2 separate regions of the Oryctolagus cuniculus genome follow, and region 1 is linked to region 2. Evidence: chromatin contacts called from public Hi-C data. All regions are on one chromosome and are shown on one strand. Each heading gives the region's core, a stretch centred on a gene start, on an enhancer-like site or on the middle of the called end of the contact. The rest is flanking DNA. Distances are from core to core; before and after follow the strand shown.

Region 1 (3,964 bases), core at 234-2,733, 1.1 Mb after region 2:
AGGCAGCGCTCAGGACCCGGCGTAGCGCCGGGGATGTCTCCAGCACCACCAGTGACCAACCGAGTTGGGGAGGAAACAAGAGGGGAAAGCCGGCCCCAAATCTGAAACCAGCAGTGTTTGAAACGATCCCCTCTACCCTACCCACCCAAAAAAGCCGGGAGGCAGGAGCTCTGGCCAGGTCCCTGGGCTCAGCCTGCTCCCAGTCCCAGCGTGGTGCGCCCTGCCTCGCCAAAGGACACGGAGAGTGGAGCCCGGGCTGGGGGAGCCCTCCGCGTCTCTCCACTGCCCCCGCCGGCGCGAGGGCGGGCGCGGAGAAGGCGCCGCTCAGACTGTGGCGCTAGGCAAACTGCGGTCGCAGTTCTTACAAGTTTGCCCGAGCGAGAAGCGCAGGGTGGGCGCCCTGCTCGGCGATCTGCCTTCACCCCGCAGCCACCCGAGCGGCTCCCGGGCTCCCCGGCTAGGACCCACAAGAGAGGCAGAAGGGCGCAGCGAGGAGGCACAGAGGGTGCTCCCGCGTGCGCGCACAATGAGGCGGCCGAGACGCACACCTTCCCCTGCCGGAGAAGCCTCCAGAGCATCCAGCGCCTAGCGCGGGGTCCCCAGAGAGCCCTCGCGGAAAGTGAGCACCAACTCAGCAACAGGGCGCCCGGCAGCCAGGCAGGAGGACTTGTGGTCGCCCTGGGCTGCAGCCGGCTCAGGCCGCGCTTACCTGCGATCTCCTGGTAGGGGGTGTCCGCCAGACTGAATCCCTTGGCACCGTACGCCTGGCGGACCTCGCTGCAGCTCCGAGCCTTCACATCCGCCCCGGCTGGGAGGGACAGCAGCAGCCCCGACAGGGGAAGGATCACAGCTCCGATGCAAGACGGCATGGTGCAACATGCAAATCCAGCTCCGCAAAGCCCAAGGCCCGTGCGCTCTTCACCTCGCCCCTCCAGCCGAAAGCCCGCCAGAGCCAGCAGCGCGCTCCTTGCCGCTGCCCAGCGTCACCCCCTTCCGCCGGCCGAGGGGACGAGCAGCGCAGCCCTCTGGACTGCGCTCAGCAAACTTTTATAAGCCTGATGGAGGATGGCAAGCCAACCAGGGCTGGCTGGGGGAGCAGCCGCCTTGTTCCGGTAGCCCCCCAGACCAGAATGGGTGCAATAAAAAAAGGGGGGGAGGGGGAGGGAGAAACGTTTATAAAAATCCACCACTGGGGTTCGGAGCTGCGATCCGAGTTCCGAGAATCCGGGAGCTCTGGGAGCAGGGCTGGCGGAGTGTGCAGTGAAGGTGGGAACGCGCGCCGGCCCTCCGGGAGGGAGGCGCACGGGCAGGCGTGTGTGTGTGTGTGTGTGTGTGTGTGTGCGCGCGCGCGCGCGCGCGTGTCTCCGGGATGGATGCGAGTGGAGGTATGTGTTGGGGATGTACGGGATCCAGGGGAAACCTCAGCCTCACACAGACTGAGGGAGCCTGTGAGAGTGCTTCTGAAATAGGAAGAGAGAAATCCCGGAGACAGACACAGGAGGCAGGAGGGAAGGAGAAAGGAGGGGAGAGAGAAACGTGCTACACATTGCACAGCCGAAATTCAGAGGCCGAGTCGGAGGCAAAACCTGGACTGGATCCTTGTACCCTAGGAGGGGGGAAAAAGGGAAACGTTCCGGTTTTCTCATTCACTTCCCTTCCTTTATAAGGATCCAAAATGCCACCTTTAAGGCTGTAAACACGCAGTCTAGAAAGGCAAAGTATCTCCAAGTCATTAACGTATGCTGTTGAACTGTATTTTTGTGGCAGCTAAGGACGACGCAATTCCAATTGTTGCTCTTGACCTACTGGAATACAAAGCCAGACTAAAAATCAAGGGAGACCACGGGTCTTAGACAGCAGAGAACAACCAGCGCCCTAATTGTCCAACTCCTGTTTAGATTTATGTATTTTTTCAATTCAGATAGTTTGTACACATTAGAGACCATAAGGTTTTTCTTTTATTCCCCTATTCTCAATTCAACACTTCCACTCCCTTTCACTTCAAATACTCCAAAATCTTGGCTTAGAAATCATTTTGCTTAGGGTGTGAACAGGAAAGCAAAGCAGCAGCAGTACGCAGGTGCAATGAGAGGACAAGAGAAGGGGTACATGGAAGGAGACACTGGGGAGAAAGGATGTCTTCTCTCCCACTAGATGCTGGCAGGTATCAGAAAATATTTTCTTCCAATCAGGGAATCAAACCATTTCCTTCTTCCCATCTTCTCATTCACACTGAGGTTCTTTGACATGGGAGAGTAGTGTTAATTGGGGCTGGGCTTGACTAATTTCCATTAATTTTCTTATGCCTGTGGGCACACTGGAATAACTTGAAGAGCAGAAAGAGATGTTGAACCCTGCAACTACTAAGGTGGTTTATTTGAAACCAAGTCAAAATTAATGCTACTAATAATTACTGACTTTTATGTCCATATGTATATTAGGTCAACATATTATTCAGAAGTTACTGTAGAACACCACCCAGTGTGTGGCACTCTCCTGTAAGCTGACACATGAAGATGCTTTTCTGATAGTGCTATTAATAAGAAAGACTCCTGACATTTGAAACACTCTAGTGGTCACTACCATCGCAGGGATCTTCATTATAAGCTGTTAGGTATCTCTTCTTTAATCACTCCATCCTCTTCTGCTCACCAGAAACTCCCAAGTTCAATATCCAGCCTCAGTGAAGCTTAGAAATGCTGTAAAAATGCTCTCATATTTACAGGGTAGTTTTTTTTCCTTCCAGTGCCATAACTCAGAGTGAAACTGGAGACCTAAACATTTCTTCCTATAAACAAAACTTCTAGTTTAAGCATCACTTTTGCCCTCTTGATATTTGTTCTAATAGGCAGGTCTTTCTTAAACCACTGAACTTACTTTCCTCAGAGTCCAAAATTAAGATAACAAAAATGTAATCTTCGTAGAAAAAGGATCAGGACTTGGTGTAGTGAAGGCACGACATTTTGATATTTGACAACAAGGCTTCCAAACTTGTTTCTATCAGTCAGTAGGAGGTATCACACAGTCCAGAGAAAGTGAGTGATACCCACATATTCTATCCTTTTTCTCATACCAGGACTCATTGCAATTCAACATGACTTGGCAGCATATAGCAGATTATTCAATAAAAAGGGTATCTGAGGTGGAAGGAGAACCAGTAAAAGTATGATGTATGTGGCTTAAAATTATCTGAAATTCAACTAATCATTACATATTTAATATATATTCAATACAGTTATAGAGTAGTAGAGTATTATACAGGCTTCCTATACTTATATAGGACCTCAGGATTTGTGGCAAGGCTAGCATATGCAAAGAATCACTAATTCAATCAAGCACAAAGATTTGTTTAATCCCATTGGGGGTTCAAACAGCTTAGGGTAGGTGTGTGAACTTTAGTCAGACCAAAGAATTAGGTAACTGTTTTACTCCAACTCATTCCACTTGTTGGGTAATGTAGCACTGTTTGAAGAGACAAGGTCAAACATTCCAGCTAAGGGCAAGAGCAGGCGCCTAGACAATGTGTTGGAATGAGCATGGAATGTTAGAGTTTCCCAGACAAGGCCTTAGTGAACAGCAGAGTCCTCAAAAGGCTTTTGGTTGAAAAAGAAAGGTTATCTGAAGGCCTTGAGCTCCAGCTATAGCATTTATACTGTATCTAGGAGAAAAGTTAGAATATTGAAGAGCATCCTGTAAGACGAAGCAAACAAATAGATGTGAAAGGTAGGTGGGAGATATGTGTAACACGGTTACCATCAAAGATTTCAGAATAGGAAGATGGGGGGGGGGGATGAAGATACATTTTGAAGATAGAATTAGCATGATTTGGTGCATGATTCACCTCATAAGAATTACTAGATTATGATTGTGTCTCATTGGGGAAATAGGATATGTTCATTCAGACAAGACTTGCTTGAAGCTTTGGGGGCAGGGGCGGGGGAGCAGAAGAGTCACAAACCCAACT
Region 2 (4,006 bases), core at 550-3,049:
CTGCCCGAGATATGGTTGTTATACAAGGAAGTAGCTTGATCAACTTTCTCAATATAATGCTATGTTATATTTCCATTGCAGTGTTTGTTTGGATTTATTTTGTTACATATGTGGTCCCTATCCAAATATGTTCATAAAAGTTTGATAACAAGGTGCTTTTTCATCACTTATGAACAAGTCATAGATAGTAAAGACAATAAGAGGGCAAAGCAGAACCACTGTCCTTTCCAAGTGCCTTATTTATATTCTCAAGTTACTCTTACATTTTTATTAAATTATGTCAAGTCAATTTGTGTCTATAAAGCTATTTTTAAAATTAGTGGATTGGTTGATACCTCAAAAGAAAATTTAATTTTGTATTTTAGTATGAAATCATTAGGCATGATATTTAGCTGGATCACTTCTGAAGGCAGATTATGTTGCCCAAAAATACCTGTCACGAATGTCATACTCCATCAAAGCATGTAATACCGAAAAGTTACATTGGAAAACTAGGGGAACTTTCCAGACAACTGTTTAATTTTGAGCTTTCCTACATGCAGTTTTAGAGGCTTTGGCCTTTATCATTTAATTTATTCCAAATCCAAAGACAGAGGCGTGTGTGTGTGTGTGCGTGTGTGTGTAGATCATGAGGCAGTCTGAGTGACACAAAGGCTGACAAAGCAGTGTTTGCAACTCTTCCAGTGATGCCGCTAATGTACTCAACAAAGGCATCAACTCTGAATTCCTTGTTTACTACATGAACAAGTGAAATCTCAGTAGATGGGGCATTCAAGAGGGAGCAGTTGGAAAAACATGCTTGGTAGGCTTCTTTTGGCTCACTGTTGTCAGTAGTACGCTAAAGAAGCTGACATGAGAAATAACAAGACGGATGGAAGTTTAGGATGTTAAGCATCAGAAGACGAAGTTCACAGTCCTTCTAGGACCATTGATGTTTCCTGTTTCCTACTTGCAAGGTCAGCTTTCTTCATTTTTGTTTTCATCCTCAATCTACTCTTCCCACCTTTATGCTCTCCAGTCCATACTTACCCTCTCTACCTCTGTCCTGCCTCCTGGGTCTATGGTTGACTTATTTATTGTGCTGTTCTTTTTAGAAGTGAAGTTGAAGTTTTAGTACATTAATTCACATGAGTGGGATATCGCAAAGCCAGATACTGGCTTTTATCAGAGAAATCCTACCTACTGCAACACGGAGTGTATGATGAGATAAAGACTTGCACCTGCCCCTGCTCCACAATTTGCACGTTGATACATGCTGTATGGATTGCATCGTGTCTTAGAGTGGGTCCTTCACCCAGTGTGACTGATGTCTCTAAGGAGAAGAGACACAGATACAAACCCGCAGGGAAAAGGCCCTGTGATGATGGAGGCAGAGACTGAAGTGCTGCTGCCGCAAGCCAAGAGCAGCCAAGGATTGCTGGAAGCAGCAGAAGCTAAGAGAAGGCAAGAGACAAATTCCCTCCCAAAGCCTTCGGAGAGAGCTCTGCTCCGCTGATTCATTGATTTTGCACTTGCAGTCTTCAGACCTGCGAGGCAGTACATTTCTGTTGGATTAAGCTATCCAATTTTCAGTACTCAGTTACAGAAGCCCCAGGCAATGAAAGTATTATTTTAGTAAAATAATAATAACAATCACAAGCTGTCACACTCTGTGGGGGATCCAGTCCAGAGAGGTGGTTGCTGTCTGGGTAGTGAGAAGGCTTCTCTAGACAGCACCTCTTGCTCTGTGCATAAGCTGTGCATAAGATTCCAGCAAACTTGGACACGTGTGTTTCCCATGAAGCACATAGAGGGCACTATGTCCCTTCTGGAGAAAGACAGTACCTTTGCAATGGGCATGTTCTCTCTGAGTGCAAAGCTGCAGAGCCCTAAATAAAAGGAGCTGAACAGGATGTTCTCTGCTATGCACCAGTAGCGTTTCGGTAAATTGAATCATATTTTAAGAACTCAGAGGGAGCTTGCTATTTAAATTAAATTCTTTTGCAAAGCAAGTGTGACTTCTTTTTTCCCCACGTAAAATCAAATTTTTTGATCTCTGTTCTCTTTAAGTAGGGAGTACAGCCCTGTATTAGATGTTATTAGGACAGAGAGTCTTTTTGGTGCTCGGTGAAGATGGAAAAGATTCACCTGCAGGTTTCTTCTCAGATGTTACAGGATGACGGATTTGGATTAATTTTACTAAGTGCTTTTCCCTGACAGGTTCTAAGTTGAAAAATGGTGGATTTTATTATCCACTTCAAATGTTAGAGATTCTATAAATATAGATCGGTTAATATATTTGCTTTATAAATGTAATAATACTAGTGCTAATTTCAGAATATTTTATTTTTATATCCCAACCCTCTTTGACTGCTAGAAGCTCATATTTTTCCAAAAAAGGAAATTCCCTACAATGTTTTGAGAGCTTAGGATAAAACTGGACCAAATTTAATTCAACAAAGGGAAAAGCTAAAGCACAGGGATTTGCAGTTAGTTCATGGATTAGTTCAGAATATATTAAATATAGACAAGTTACATCTCCTATATGGGATCTTTGCAAAGCCTAATTGCTATTCTTAGGGAGGTGCAGTTGCATACTAGTTACTGAGCGTGTAGACAAGTAAAGGGTTAAGTAGCAGTTGTAGGCTGTGTAAATGACCTCATGCTAAAAAATAATGCACAAACAATAAGTGCTCTGTAGTGAGGGCTGGAGATATTCCTGGGAAGGGATTCAGTTCGTTGCTCTGATGGTCTCTGCAGACACGGCCTCGACTTACTCGGAGGCAATGAACAGGCACGAAGAGCATAATTACAGCATCAGAGTCGTGAAGTTTTGAAATGGTCTTGTGTGCAGCAACTGGCAAGCCGGCGTTAATGAGCGCAGCAAACTTTTAAATCCCGACATTCCGGGCCAGGGGAAGTCTGTGGACTGGAAACCGCGCCCCTCGTGCTGCCTGGACTGCTCCTGGAGAGGCTCGCTGATTTCAGCTCCTGTGAGAGACTGCTCTCCTGCTTCCGAGGGAAGCTTCCTGCAAAATTCTCTGTTAATTAAAACCTGGATGTTCACATTCTCCTCTTAACAAAACATGCTTTAAGATTGTTTTAAAAAGAGGCCAGTGAGGCTTCTGCAGCGGTGTAAAATTTCCAGTGGGGATGCCCACAAACTTAGCAATCAAGCAGGATGAATAATGTTTTAATGCAATCTTTTAAAAATATTCAAAACAAATGCAAAGACTTTGTAATGAATAAATTATGAAGATTTTAAATAAAGACAGGATCAATATTGTTGATTTCTTTCCCCTTTTCCTCAGGGCCCATTGTAGTCTAGGGTTCACATACGGCTGGTTGAAAGAACACGGCCAGTGAACACTAACCATGCATTTAGAACACCCATAATTCCCTCCTGAGGGTGAACACTTTTCAGTTAAAATAATAATGATATAATGCTTTATTTGAAAACAGCTCGTGAAGTTTCTTCGTTCACTAACTCCTCAACAAACACAAGTCTCTAGCCTGGGTCTCTGGTGTGTCTCAGGCCCCCTGTAACACATGTGAGAACACTTCACAAGTCATCAAATCCTACCCTTAATTTTCTATTTTCCCCATTTCATGCTCTTCAACTTTGATTTTCTCACTCCCGGTTTTGCTCATGGTGGATGCTGACAGATAAAATGAACGGTGCTAACTGGGTTTTTCATATCTCCCTGTATCTGGATGAGGCCACTTAGTAAGCTAAACAGCCTGTGCCAAAGGAGAGACCAGTTCCAGGAAGCGAGAGGCTGCATCCTCTGTGCAGAGGCAGAGGTGCAGGCTTGCATTAGAGACAATTGCGAAGTGGACCCCAGAGCTGGTGTCACTTAGAAAATGGTGGGCTCACTGGCACGCAGGAAGCATTTCTAGTTCACGGCTTCTCCTGGTGGGTTAAATACTGTAAATCCTTATGAGTAATGCCAGAGCCATAGAATCAATAAAAACCAAAATGACCTTTACTCGGCCTGCCCTATAAGCGGATGATCCTGGAGTGATA

Evidence for each region. Hi-C and Micro-C count contacts between places; a contact is called where the count stands out from the background.
Region 1: a contact with region 2 is called in a Hi-C map of embryonic fibroblasts, with 3 times the contacts expected there. The contact joins the promoter of GPC6 here to the enhancer-like site in region 2. A contact is called at or near these places in 2 of 6 Hi-C or Micro-C datasets (embryonic fibroblasts and skin fibroblasts).

Annotation. Positions count from the first base shown.
Region 1 is chr9:19,198,364-19,202,327 of mOryCun1.1, forward strand. It overlaps GPC6 (glypican 6), which reads right to left and starts at 1,484. Exons shown (of 9, transcript XM_002713000.5): 1 at 710-1,484. The coding sequence starts at 869.
Region 2 is chr9:18,082,027-18,086,032 of mOryCun1.1, forward strand. The region is part of intron 6 of GPC6 (glypican 6); the gene reads right to left. Among named protein-coding and RNA genes, the nearest start is that of DCT, 160 kb to the left of the region's middle. Within about 2 kb of position 1,800, at least 2 of the 8 cell types and tissues checked have an H3K27ac peak or open chromatin away from gene starts, as enhancers often do.